2 separate regions of the Rattus norvegicus genome follow, and region 2 is linked to region 1. A link is a contact called in public Hi-C data. All regions are on one chromosome and are shown on one strand. The core of a region is the stretch at or near the end of the contact, and the rest is flanking DNA. Distances in the headings are between cores, read along the strand shown. Region 1 has its middle 21 kb from the start of Mbtps2. Region 2 overlaps Sms (spermine synthase).

Region 1 (5,730 bases), core at 1,832-4,331:
GTGTCCTAAAGATTTTGTTTATTTTAGTTTTAGAGGAAAATGTATTTTTATTTTAAAAACACATAGATTCTGTACCAGAAGAATGCTAAAAGGAATCAGTATTTTGGTTTTGTTCTTCATCCTTTACTATACACATACTCTATTATTTCTTTATAGATGGAAAAAGCCAGCTTCAATTTGGTGCCCACATCTTCTCCAGCTGGTCTTCTTAGATTCAGTCTGTTCTCTGTGGTATACAAAAATAAATACTTAACTTTTGTCTTTTCAGGTCAGTAGGTTTGGTTCACTGAGACTTGGAGCAGCGGCATAAGACCCCAGGGTTCTTCCGTTCAATGGTATTAGATCCAAGGCTTCTGGTTAGGTTTAAATCTAGTATATTACTTTTCAGTCTTGGGACTATACCGAAGGAACAACTACCTGAAGTATATCCTTGTGGAAGATCTCAGAAGCGCCACCCATGCAGTATGGTCCAAGAATCACTGAGGAATGATACTCCAGACTTTAATACTATGCAAAGGCAATGAGCATTTATTTAGCTAAATTTCCTGCATGCAAGGTTTCTCCCCATTTGGGAATGGAGACCCCTGGTGGACTCCTAGGCCCAGCATTTATTGTCAGAGGAATTGTAGGGAAGGGTATGTGCCTTTTCACCTTGTGTGGTTGACTCTATCTCTAGGAGTCGGACTGATTTTACAATTGGTTAGGCTGTGAGTCTTCGCAGGGGGTTGCCTACTCATTCTAGCTACTTATTCTTACTTCAGACCAGATGACAAGAAGTCCTCACTCAGATTGGCTGCCCACATCAGTGCTTTACTGACTAACTTCAGGTTCCCCAAAGGCTTTTTGATCCCCTGAAGCTGGAGTTACAGGCAGTTGTGAGTTGCCTGTGTGAATCCTAGGAATCATGCATTTTTCTTTTCTTTTTTTTTTCTTTTTTTTCTTAACTTGAGTATTTCTTTTTTTTTTTAACTTTTATGCTCATTTTTTTTTATTAACTTGAGTATTTCTTATTTACATTTCGAATGTTATTCCCTTTCCCGGTTTCCGGGCAAACATCCCCCTAATCCCTCCCCCTCCCCTTTTTTATGGGTGTTCCCCTCCCCACCCTCCCCCCATTGCTGCCCTCCCCCCAACGATCACGTTCACTGGGGGTTCAGTCTTAGCAGGACCAAGGGCTTCCCCTTCCACTGGTGCTCTTACTAGGATATTCATTGCTACCTATGAGGTCAGAGTCCAGGGTCAGTCCATGTATAGTCTTTGGGTAGTGGCTTAGTCCCTGGAAGTTCTAGTTGCTTGGCATTGTTGTTCATATGGGATCTCGAGCCCCTTCAAGCTCTTCCAGTCCTTTCTCTGATTCCTTCAACGGGGGTCCTATTCTCAGTTCAGTGGTTTGTTGCTGGCATTCGCCTCTGTATTTGCTGTATTCTGGCTGTGTCTCTCAGGAGAGATCTACATCCGGGAATCATGCATTTTTCAAAGGCTTCTCTGCCTTCTGCTGTTGTTTTTGAACAAAATCTGAAACATTCAATGTTGCCAATAAAGGTTCCAGAGCCAGATCCTCAGGTGAAAGCCTGCTAGCTCAGAGAGGCAGTGAAAACACCCAGTTGGCTTTCCTCCACAGCAGATGTCCCAGAAGGAAAAAGTAACTTTTCCTTCTCCAAGCCACCTCAAAACCCCCTCAAACTCGATGTTCATCCCTTCTACTTCCTGTGTGTGTGTCTGACTTCCTCTTACTCTCTGTTTTTTTCTTTGTCCACTTCCTGTCAACTGATTGCTTGCTCTGCCTCTCGACCTATGGTTGACTTTATTAAGTCCTGTTTACAATAAACAGAAAACTCTTGGATAAAAGGTGTATGCTAGGGTTGAGCCTCACCACAACTAGGAACAGGTTTTTCCAGTAAACAACACCACAGGGGTCTCAGTGTGATCAAAAATCCTGCAACACTCTGCAAGAGTAGGATATGCTCCTAACTACTGAGCTACCTCTTAAACCCCACAATTTGATTTTGTTACTTGATTGCACAGTTGTGGATTAGGAGCTCTGTACATGACGGTGTTGTTATATCTCAATGTTAAAAGGCTGGACATGATGACTGGGGCATTAGTGAGGCCTATCTTTGGGTGTATCTGTGAGAGCATTTTCGTGGAGGATTAATAGAGGCTAGAAGACCCACCCTCAATGTGAGGAGCCCCATTTCACAGGCTGGGGTCCTGGAATGAATATGAAGGGAAAATGAGTTTCAACTGAACTCCAGCATTCCTTTTCTGTGCTTCTTAGTCTTTCTAGATATGAGTAAACAGCCTCCAGCCCCTGCTGCCACAGCCTTGAGTTTCTCCCACTGCCTGCCACAATGGAAGCAGCCTAAAATATCAAAATAACTCTTATCTCAGTTATTTGGTATACTATCAAGAAAGAGAATTAATATAGTAATCATAATAACATAAAGCAAATTCAATATAGTTTTTAAAAGGCACGTGAGTGTGGGCTCTCCAAATATTGTACTATACTCAACTCTTTACAGACTGTAGGTAATCAAAATCTTAGAGAGCAAAAATTTTATATAATGTGAAAATACTTTAGTCCAATCAACTTTTCTTTTCCTTGATGTTATAGTCAAGCCCTAAACTGCTCACAATCTGCCCCTGCCCCTATTTGTTTTTCGTTTCTTTTTAAATCTCTCTTTTTATTTTCTTTTTGAGAAAGTCTTCCTATACAGTTCAGGCTGGTCTTGAACTTACTATGTAGGCTACTCCTCCTGCCTCCACTTTAAGTGTGCTAGGATTATAGGTATATGCCTCCATGTCCAGCAATCCGTTTTTTATCTCAAGCACTCACTGTCTGTCTTCATTGCCTTCTCCTTACACGATCCTTCTGGTGAGGTTGTCTTGGAGTTCCAACAGTACAATGTGCTTACTATCTTCTTCAAGCCTTCACATCTACTGTTTCCTTGTCCTAGTTCACTCTTTCAACCTCTCTGTTTTGGCAGCTCCTCACTGCAGAGTCTCCGTGGAGCCTGGTCAGCAGTACAGACATTAGCTGTTACATTTTAGCTCCTTCTCTGTTCTGCTGAAATTCCAGCCCTTGATTTCATCAGAGCCCTGGTTACAAAGGCACTGTGTTTTCCTGTCCAATCGACTGTCTCTCCCTAGATGGATCTTTCTGAGGTTGGGAATATGATACTATTTCACTGCCTTGTCTCCATCCCCAATGTAGTGTCTTGCATATAGGAGTACTCATTTTTTTTTAATTTAATGAACAGGTGGGGGAGGGAATCCAAGAATATAGTTTGGTTTTATAATCTGTTCAAAGAAATTTATTTCGAGAAGTCTACTTTATAGAAATGTCTTCAAGTCTTATGAAAACATGATATATGCATAAATCATGCGTTTTTCAAAAGCTTCTCTGCTTTCTGCTGTTTGTTTTCATTATACAAATCTTTCTTTTGTTAGGCTTTTGTGGTCCACAAACTACATTTGAAGGCAGCCTACAGATTACCCTTATAGTCTGAAGAGAGACTGTTTCCTGTGGCTATAATAAGAACCTGATTGCTAATGTTTGCAGCAATTTAAAGGATACATCATGAATAATGATCAGCTCTTACGGCTGACTAAATGCCAAGGGAAAACAGCATGTCCCCCAAGAGCTAGTGGCAGGTTCTGTCTTTGTAGCCTATAGCGCTCCAAGTTATTTGTTTATAGCCAGAAGACTAATTGTTAATCAATGTGTTTCTGAGTGAAAAAGAGACCCAGATGTTACATGCTAATTTTCTTTTTTTTTCGAGTGTGTCAATTTATGCAATTCTAGCTTGAAGGCTGAAAGAGTCAATCAGTCACACCTGACTAGCTGCTCTGCATGAAAATATGAACAATAATGTTTTCTCTCTGGAATTTGAAGAAGAAAATCTCATTAGAACAGGAGCTGTTCTGAGTCCCCAGTAAAGTGCAGAGAAGAAGGCCAATTGATTAAGGATTAGAAAGTGATTGGTTGTTGTGTGAAGTAGCTGGTGGAGTGTTGGGAGGAAAAGAGTAATGGAAGGGACCCAAATTTTTCCAGGGTCCCGGCATATGGATTTGTTTACTTCTGAAGGTAATTGCCAGCTGAGGTTCAAATTCTTGCATCTCATTTCAGATTTGAATGATGGAGAAATTATTCTTTTTTTAAAATAAGAAATTGAATTCAAGTTGTATAGACTTAAAATGTTGATGCTTGTAATTGGCTAGATTTATGGATACAGGATTTCACAATTAGATTCTCATTTAGGAAAAAGTACCTTACTTTATTTAGAAAATTAGTCATCAATTAGTCAAAGTGGATTTGCTTCTGAGGCCTAAACTATTTGGATTCATTTCATGTAAATGTTTTCTAGGAGCTAGATTCTTGAATTGAAAGAGAAACATAAGCCAACATAATAACATATTTAATGAACTGCACAAAAGAACCTGGAAAATTCCATCCTGTCCAAACATTAAAACAGGAATCACTATTAAAGGAGCAGAATGATTTCCATTTCCCCCACAAAGCCCCAATCATTGTAGGTTATCATATACAGAGTAGGACATTTACTTATTTTTCATTTTCTGAATTTCTTCTTGTATAATGCCAGATTTCTTAAAACTTTTGCTCTGACTTGTCTGATTTAAAGCTATCGTTGGCAACATGGAATCAGTTGTTTCTCAAATGAGATCAGAAATCCCTTTGGGTAGAGTATGTGTGTTCATGTGTATGTTGAGCTGCTAAAGCAGTTATGAAGACAGTTTATAAAGTATACTTCAAAGTCATGAGCAGGGATGTGGATTTATGATTAGTCTCTTCCCAAATGTATATACCTCATTCTTTGCCACCCTTTATTTCTCAATGATTTCAAAAGTTGCCATGGAATTTTCAACACAGGTGCTTGAATGTAATAATGGCCTTAGGGTCTCCTCCTTTGCACATTTTGTTACCTACTTGGAGGGTGAATTTCTCAAAATCGGGAGTTGTTCCATAGCCAGATATAGGAGAATAAACAGGGCCCAGCCTAAGTAAGGAGTCAGGGTGTTTCAGAAGACAGAATCTATAGGATATATAGATAGATAGATGGCAGGGTTTATTAGGGTCAATAATTTTTATGATTATACATGCTAAGGAGTTGTTTCTCAATGTAGGCCTCCTGCAAACTCTAGGCTTGAGGGTGCCTGAAAGCTTTGGAACTTATGGTGAAGTTATCAGTTTGAGGCCAAAGTTTCTAGAAACTGATCATGAGGGGATGCATGGCAAGCTATTAGTATACATTTTGGTATATAAAGGCCAGAGAATATGGAGCTTTGTTGTCCAAGGGCAGAAAAAGAGTGTATCCCAGGTTAAGGAGACAGATAACATTTCTCCTGTCTTAGGGTTTTACTGCTGTGAGCAGACACCATGACCAAGGCAATTCTTATAAGGCCAACATTTTTTTGAGGCTGGCTTACAGGTTCAGAGGTTCAGTTCATTATTATCAAGGCAGAAACATGGCAGCATCCAGGCAGGCATAGTGCAGGAGGAGCTGAGAGTTCTACATCTTGATCTGAAGGCTGCTTATACAATACTGGCTTCTAGGCAGCTAGGGTGAGGGTCTTAAAGCCCACAGACACAGTGATACACCTACTCCAGTGTAAGATCCTGCAGGACAGTTAACGAGGGTGCTGGGGGTACCTGGAAGAGAATGGGGGACAAGAGACGTGAAGAAGGACGCCAAGACAAGAGTCTGATCA
Region 2 (5,730 bases), core at 2,082-4,581, 140 kb before region 1:
TCTGTGTAGCCCTGAGTGTGCTGGAACTTACTCTTCAGACCACCAGGCTGGCCTTTGGACTCATAGATCGCTCTGCCTCTGCCTCCCAAATGCTGGAATTAATGGTATATGCTACCAACGGGCTTAAGACTTTTTCTTTCTTTTGTTTGTTTGCTTCTTTGCTTTCTTTTTTGTTTTTGTTTTTCAAGACAGGGTTTCTCTGTGTGACCCTAGCTATTCTGGATACAGCTCCATAGAACCAAGCTGGCCTCAAACTCAGAGATGGAGATCCACCTGTCTCTGCCTCCCTACTACTTTCTTACAGTGTGGCAGAGATCCAAGCGTTTTATGAGAAACTCCACCAAATAATGTTATAAATCTGCAGAGTGCTAGGATTAAAAGCATGTACCATCACCCCCTGACTGATAGATGTACTTTGAAGTAGACAAAGTAATCCAAAGTAGGCCAGTAAACTGCTCCTCGGCAATTCTTAGAAAACTCATTGTGGGGAATGGAGAGACAGCTCAGGGGTTAAGAGTTACTGTTCTTCACTCCTTCTTTAAATGAGGAAAAAGAATACCCTTGGCTGGGAAGGGAGAGGCAAAGATTAAAACAGAGACTGAAGGAACACCCATTCAGAGCCTGCCCCACAGGTGGCCCATACATATACAGCCACCCAATTGGACAAGATGGATGAAGCAAAGAAGTGCAGACCGACAGGAGCCGGACGTAGATCGCTCCTGAGAGACACAGCCAGAATACAGCAAATACAGAGGCGAATGCCAGCAGCAAACCACTGAGCTGAGAATAGGACCCCCGTTGAAGGAATCAGAGAAAGAACTGGAAGAGCTTGAAGGGGCTCGAGACCCCAAAAGTACAACAATGTCAAGCAACCAGAGCTTCCAGGGACTAAGCCACTACCTAAAGACTATACATGGACTGACCCTGGACTCTGACCTCATAGGTAGCAATGAATATCCTAGTAAGAGCACCAGTGGAAGGGGAAGCCCTGGGTCCTGCTAAGACTGAACCCCCAGTGAATGTGATTGTTGGGGGGAGGGCGGCAATGGGGGGAGGGTTGGGAGGGGAACACCCATAAGGAAGGGGAGGGGGGAGGGGGATTTTGCCCGGAAACCGGGAAAGGGAATAACACTTGAAATGTATATAAGAAATACTCAAGTTAATAAAAAATAAAATAAAATAAAATAAAAAAAAAAAAGAGTTACTGTTCTTGCAGAGGACCCAGGTTCAACTCCCAGCTCCCACATAACCATCTGTATGTAACCCTAATTCCAGGGGATCTGATACCCTCTTCTAGTCTATAAGCACCTTGAAGGTACATGTGCAAGCAAAACATTTATACACAAAAGCAATTAAAAAATAAAATGTTAACAAAAAAGAAAAAGAAAACTCATTGCAATGGCTGGGCAAGAAAGTAGGGATATATAATACCCCTGAATTATGGCTAAGGAGCTTTCGAAGGCACCAAAATGCAGTGACCATTACCAGGGTAAAATGTGTCCTTTGTCTAATGAACAATGCAATGCCCCATTTCCAAGTTGCTACCTGAATTTACTTGACAATAACTTACAGTGAATCATATGGTCCACGTACACCATCACTACCAAAAAAAAAAGAAAAAGAGGAGGAGAGAGGGAAGAAGGGAAGGAGGGAGGGAGGGAGGGAGGGCGAGAGGGAGGGAGGGAGGGAGGAAGGGAAGGAGGGAGGGAGGGGGGAAGGAAGGAAGGGAAGAAGGAAGGAAGGGAGGAAGGAAAAAGGGGTAACAGCACAATAGGAATGGAGGAGAGAAAGGAATAGAGGCCTAGATGCTTATATGTCAGTGTCAGGCTAGGGAGAGAACTCAGTTATATAGTTGCCTGCTATACAAGAATGAGTACAGTTGGAGCTGGGGATTTAGCTCAGTGGTAGAGCGCTTACCTAGGAAGCGCAAGGCCCTGGGTTCGGTCCCCAGCTCCGAAAAAAAAGAACCAAAAAAAAAAAAAATGAGTACAGTCCCCAGAACCAATGTTTAAAAATAAAAGTTAGGCATGGAGGAACACACTTAAAATCACAGTGCTGGGGGTAAAGGTAGAGCTAGGAAGATAATTGGGGCTCACCAGCCAATCAGCCTAACATGAGCCCCAGGCCAGTGACAGACTGTCTCAAAAAGAAAGGAAAAAAAAAAAGGAACACAACCTGAAGAATGACATATATTAATTACAAGGGTAACCGCTGGCCTTCACACATACATGTATGTACACACGTATGTATATAGTCTTGGGAATCGAGAAGGGGCTGTCATCTCTCCCTGCCTCATTTTCTACCAGGCATCCATTTACAGGACTCTCTTTAAGAACCTCCTCCTCTGACCCTCGCTCCAGATGACTGAAGGCCAAACCTATCTGTGCTACTGGACTCCACCTCCTGGACAACTCTCCACATAGTTCCAATCTGAAGTCACAATCAGGCTCATGACATGTCTTCTCCTTACGCAGGATGAGGCTCTGTAATCTCTAAATCTAATATTCAAACTCTTCCAAAATGGGACAGTTTTAGAGCACTGACATGACACTAACAAGCAGATGTTTCAGCATTTGACCTCAGGTGACAGGTCAAACTTTAAGTATTCTCAAAATATTTTATGAAATTATACTACTAAATTCAGGCTGTATGTAAACTGTATATGAAACACAAATAAGGAAATAGCTATAGGACCATATATAAATATTGTACTTAAACTTGTATCCCATTAGCAAATACGTAAATTTAAAAAATAAGAAAAAACATTTCAGGTATAATCTGAAACACTTCTGAACTCAAATATTTCTAGTAAGGGATACCACTGACCATTTTAAGATGTTTCCAAAATGGTCCCCCACCAACCTTTTCCAACAAACCTCCAGACAGCCTCTGCCCCAGGCAAACTCCCATCTTACTTAAAAACCTAACTTCCTGAACCATAAAAAAGATCAGCTGCTTGAGCTGCCATAGGGTAAGCTACAGGTTAGCTCTAGACCTTTGGAGCCTAAAGAGACATAATGACGAAAAACCCAAGATGCTGATAAAGACAGGAAACGTTACAGACCTGGTTCTCCTTTACCTTTTATGGACAAAATAGGTCTTATCAAATTTGAGTCTATTGGATGCCTGCCCTGGGGAATTTGGTGATTCTAACACATGGTGGAGAGGAGCCTATTCCTATTCCGCTATTTGGGACTTGATGTATGGCTCTAAACTTTAAGTTCAGAGAGTACTCTTAGGAAAACTATAGCCATGGACACATTGAATGACATGAGAAATATCTAAAGGTGTAAAATTCCAACTGTGTCTTGTGAACAAATCCTGTTAGTCATGCAGAGGCATGGAAATCCTCAGCCAACTGAGTCATCACCCTATGGGCAGTCTTACAAGTCTCCTCTGTAAGAGGAAGGAATTGGATCTTTTCTTTTTGTCTGCAGTTTTCGGCTCTGATATTCACACAGCATCTGGCTTCTGAAATGGGGTGGTGGTGGTGACTTTCTATTCTGGACAAGCATATTTTTGGTTATGAAGCCTTGGGATTGCACACCACCAAAAAAACTGCTCTCCAACAGGAGGGTTCAAGCCATTTAAGCTCCATGAAATGGAACTGAACTGGAGTTCTCTGGGAAACCAGCAAGGGCTGAACTCGCTTGCATGTGTGTAAACTTCTCCCCCACCAACAGCTGCATGACACTTAATCACCCCAAACAGGGACAGATATGAATATTTGATGCAACATGACTCGTAATAGCCAAAAGCAGAGAAACAACTCAAATGTCCACCAAGTTATTAGTGGATAAGCAAAGTTATAAACGAACAAGTATGCTATGTCTATACTGAGGGCTGTTTTCAGCCATAAATGAAACAAAGTACAGATACATGCTACATTCAACATGGATGGATCTCAAAAGCGTACTGAAAGAAAGAAACCAGATACAAGGGACTACAGAGCATACCATTCTATTTATATAAAGTGGTCATAAAGGCTCACTCCAAAAGACAGAAAGTATATTAGCAGCTACCAGAGGCTGGGAGGAATGAATGATAAAGGAGGAACTGGGATGATGGCTAAAAAGTAACTGGTTTCTTTCTAAGGCAATGGAAATGTTCTAAAACTGACCACCGTGATGGTCACAGAACTCTGTGAATATTCTATTGAAAACTACCATATAGTCAGAAAGCCATATATCAAGTTACAACTGGAGATTTAATGGGAGCAAAGACACTTGACCCAAGCAATTCCAACAGGCTAAGCTTGGCCTACAAGGCCTTATTGTTCTAATAATCTAGGGTAACCGCAGGCTTACATCAGTGGCTCTCCACAGCCTTAAAGGGGCATGGATAGGATAGGTAGACAGATACTCCTTAGTGATTACCATGCCTTAGCAGAATAAAGCAGGAGTCTTACCTAAAGTTAAAAAAAAATCCAGGACACAAAATGAAGACAGCAGTGCTAGGCTTTCATCTTGTTTTTAGTTATCTTGTGGGCCCATGTGAAGACTAACTACCTATTCTATGCTGGAAAGATAGCCCAGTGCTTAAGATCATCTGTTGATACTCTTCCAGATGACCTGGATTTAGTTCCCAGCACCCACATCAAGCAACTTACCATCACTATATAATTCTAGCTTCAAGGGATTCCTATGCCTCCTTCTGTTACCATGTGACTCATAACTTAATAAAAGAGGTCAGTCATAATAAACCCAGAGAAATGAGCTGAGCCTTCCTATTCCTGTTTACTTGGAGAGAATGAAGGTAAGACCTACAAAGTCCGTCTAACACAAATCCCCATTAGGTTCTGGCACCAGACAGACACCAGGTAAAGAGCCTACAGCGTAGGTAGTGTTCTACCCCATCCCTTTTCCTCATGCAACAGTAAATGGCAGTCTGCTGAGCTCTTCGGACAGTGTGAAGGGACCACAGGGCTGTTGACACTGTAGACGCTCCTGTAGCCACAGTTTTAGGCTACTGTTTATCAGAGAGGAGATGTATGGCTTATAAAATGCAGACCAGGACAATGAGATCAGCACTTTTAGGTCAGGCTTACTTCGTATTATGGTTTCTGATGTTCATAAAGAACACAACCAAGAACAATTAACTTCGGAAAGAAAAAAAAAAAAAAGACACACTGAAATCAGACTAACAGTCATGCAATACCAACACAGAAATAACACCCAGACACCTTTTAAGCAAGCACGAATTAAGAATGGCCAGATGGAAAGTTTTGAAGTACCAGCGACAATGGCTATTTCTTAAAATTCACAACACAACAAGCTATAACATAACAGAAATGGCTGATAATTTCTCTGCCTGGCTGTCCCATTTCTATTACAACAGGAAACAGTTAAAGGGACATTTCCAAGGAAACATGAGCCCAGCTCCTATTACTTTCCCATAATATACCTACCTTAGAAGGTAAGAAATATATAATTTAGCACACAATTCTAAGGTCTCTTTGGTTTGGAAACACACACACACACACACACACACACACACACACACACACACACACTTAAAAATGTAAAAATTACTTTTTATTTTTAAATAAATTTTGAGATTATAATTAAGCCATTTCCCTCTCCCCCTTCCTTTCCCTAAGCCCTCCCATGAAGTCCTCCATCTTGTCCATGGCTCTCTTGTAAATTCTTGACTTCTTTCCTTATTTATTATTACATCCATACAGACAGACACACACCCCTAAAAAGTAAAACCTGCTCAGTCTGTATGATG

What was found. Hi-C and Micro-C count contacts between places; a contact is called where the count stands out from the background.
Region 2: a contact with region 1 is called in a Hi-C map of the A7r5 cell line, with 2.0 times the contacts expected there. The contact joins two enhancer-like sites. A contact is called at or near these places in 4 of 12 Hi-C or Micro-C datasets (the A7r5 cell line, the Rat2 cell line, Schwann cells and 1 more).

What each region holds. Positions count from the first base shown.
Region 1 is chrX:41,201,777-41,207,506 of GRCr8, reverse strand. No RefSeq gene overlaps it. Among named protein-coding and RNA genes, the nearest start is that of Mbtps2, 21 kb to the left of the region's middle. Within about 2 kb of position 3,081, at least 1 of the 93 cell types and tissues checked has an H3K27ac peak or open chromatin away from gene starts, as enhancers often do. A contact at or near this core is called in the A7r5 cell line, where this site is marked.
Region 2 is chrX:41,343,997-41,349,726 of GRCr8, reverse strand. All of the region lies in intron 1 of Sms (spermine synthase), which reads right to left. Among named protein-coding and RNA genes, the nearest start is that of Sms, 15 kb to the right of the region's middle. Within about 2 kb of position 3,331, at least 10 of the 93 cell types and tissues checked have an H3K27ac peak or open chromatin away from gene starts, as enhancers often do. A contact at or near this core is called in the A7r5 cell line, where this site is marked.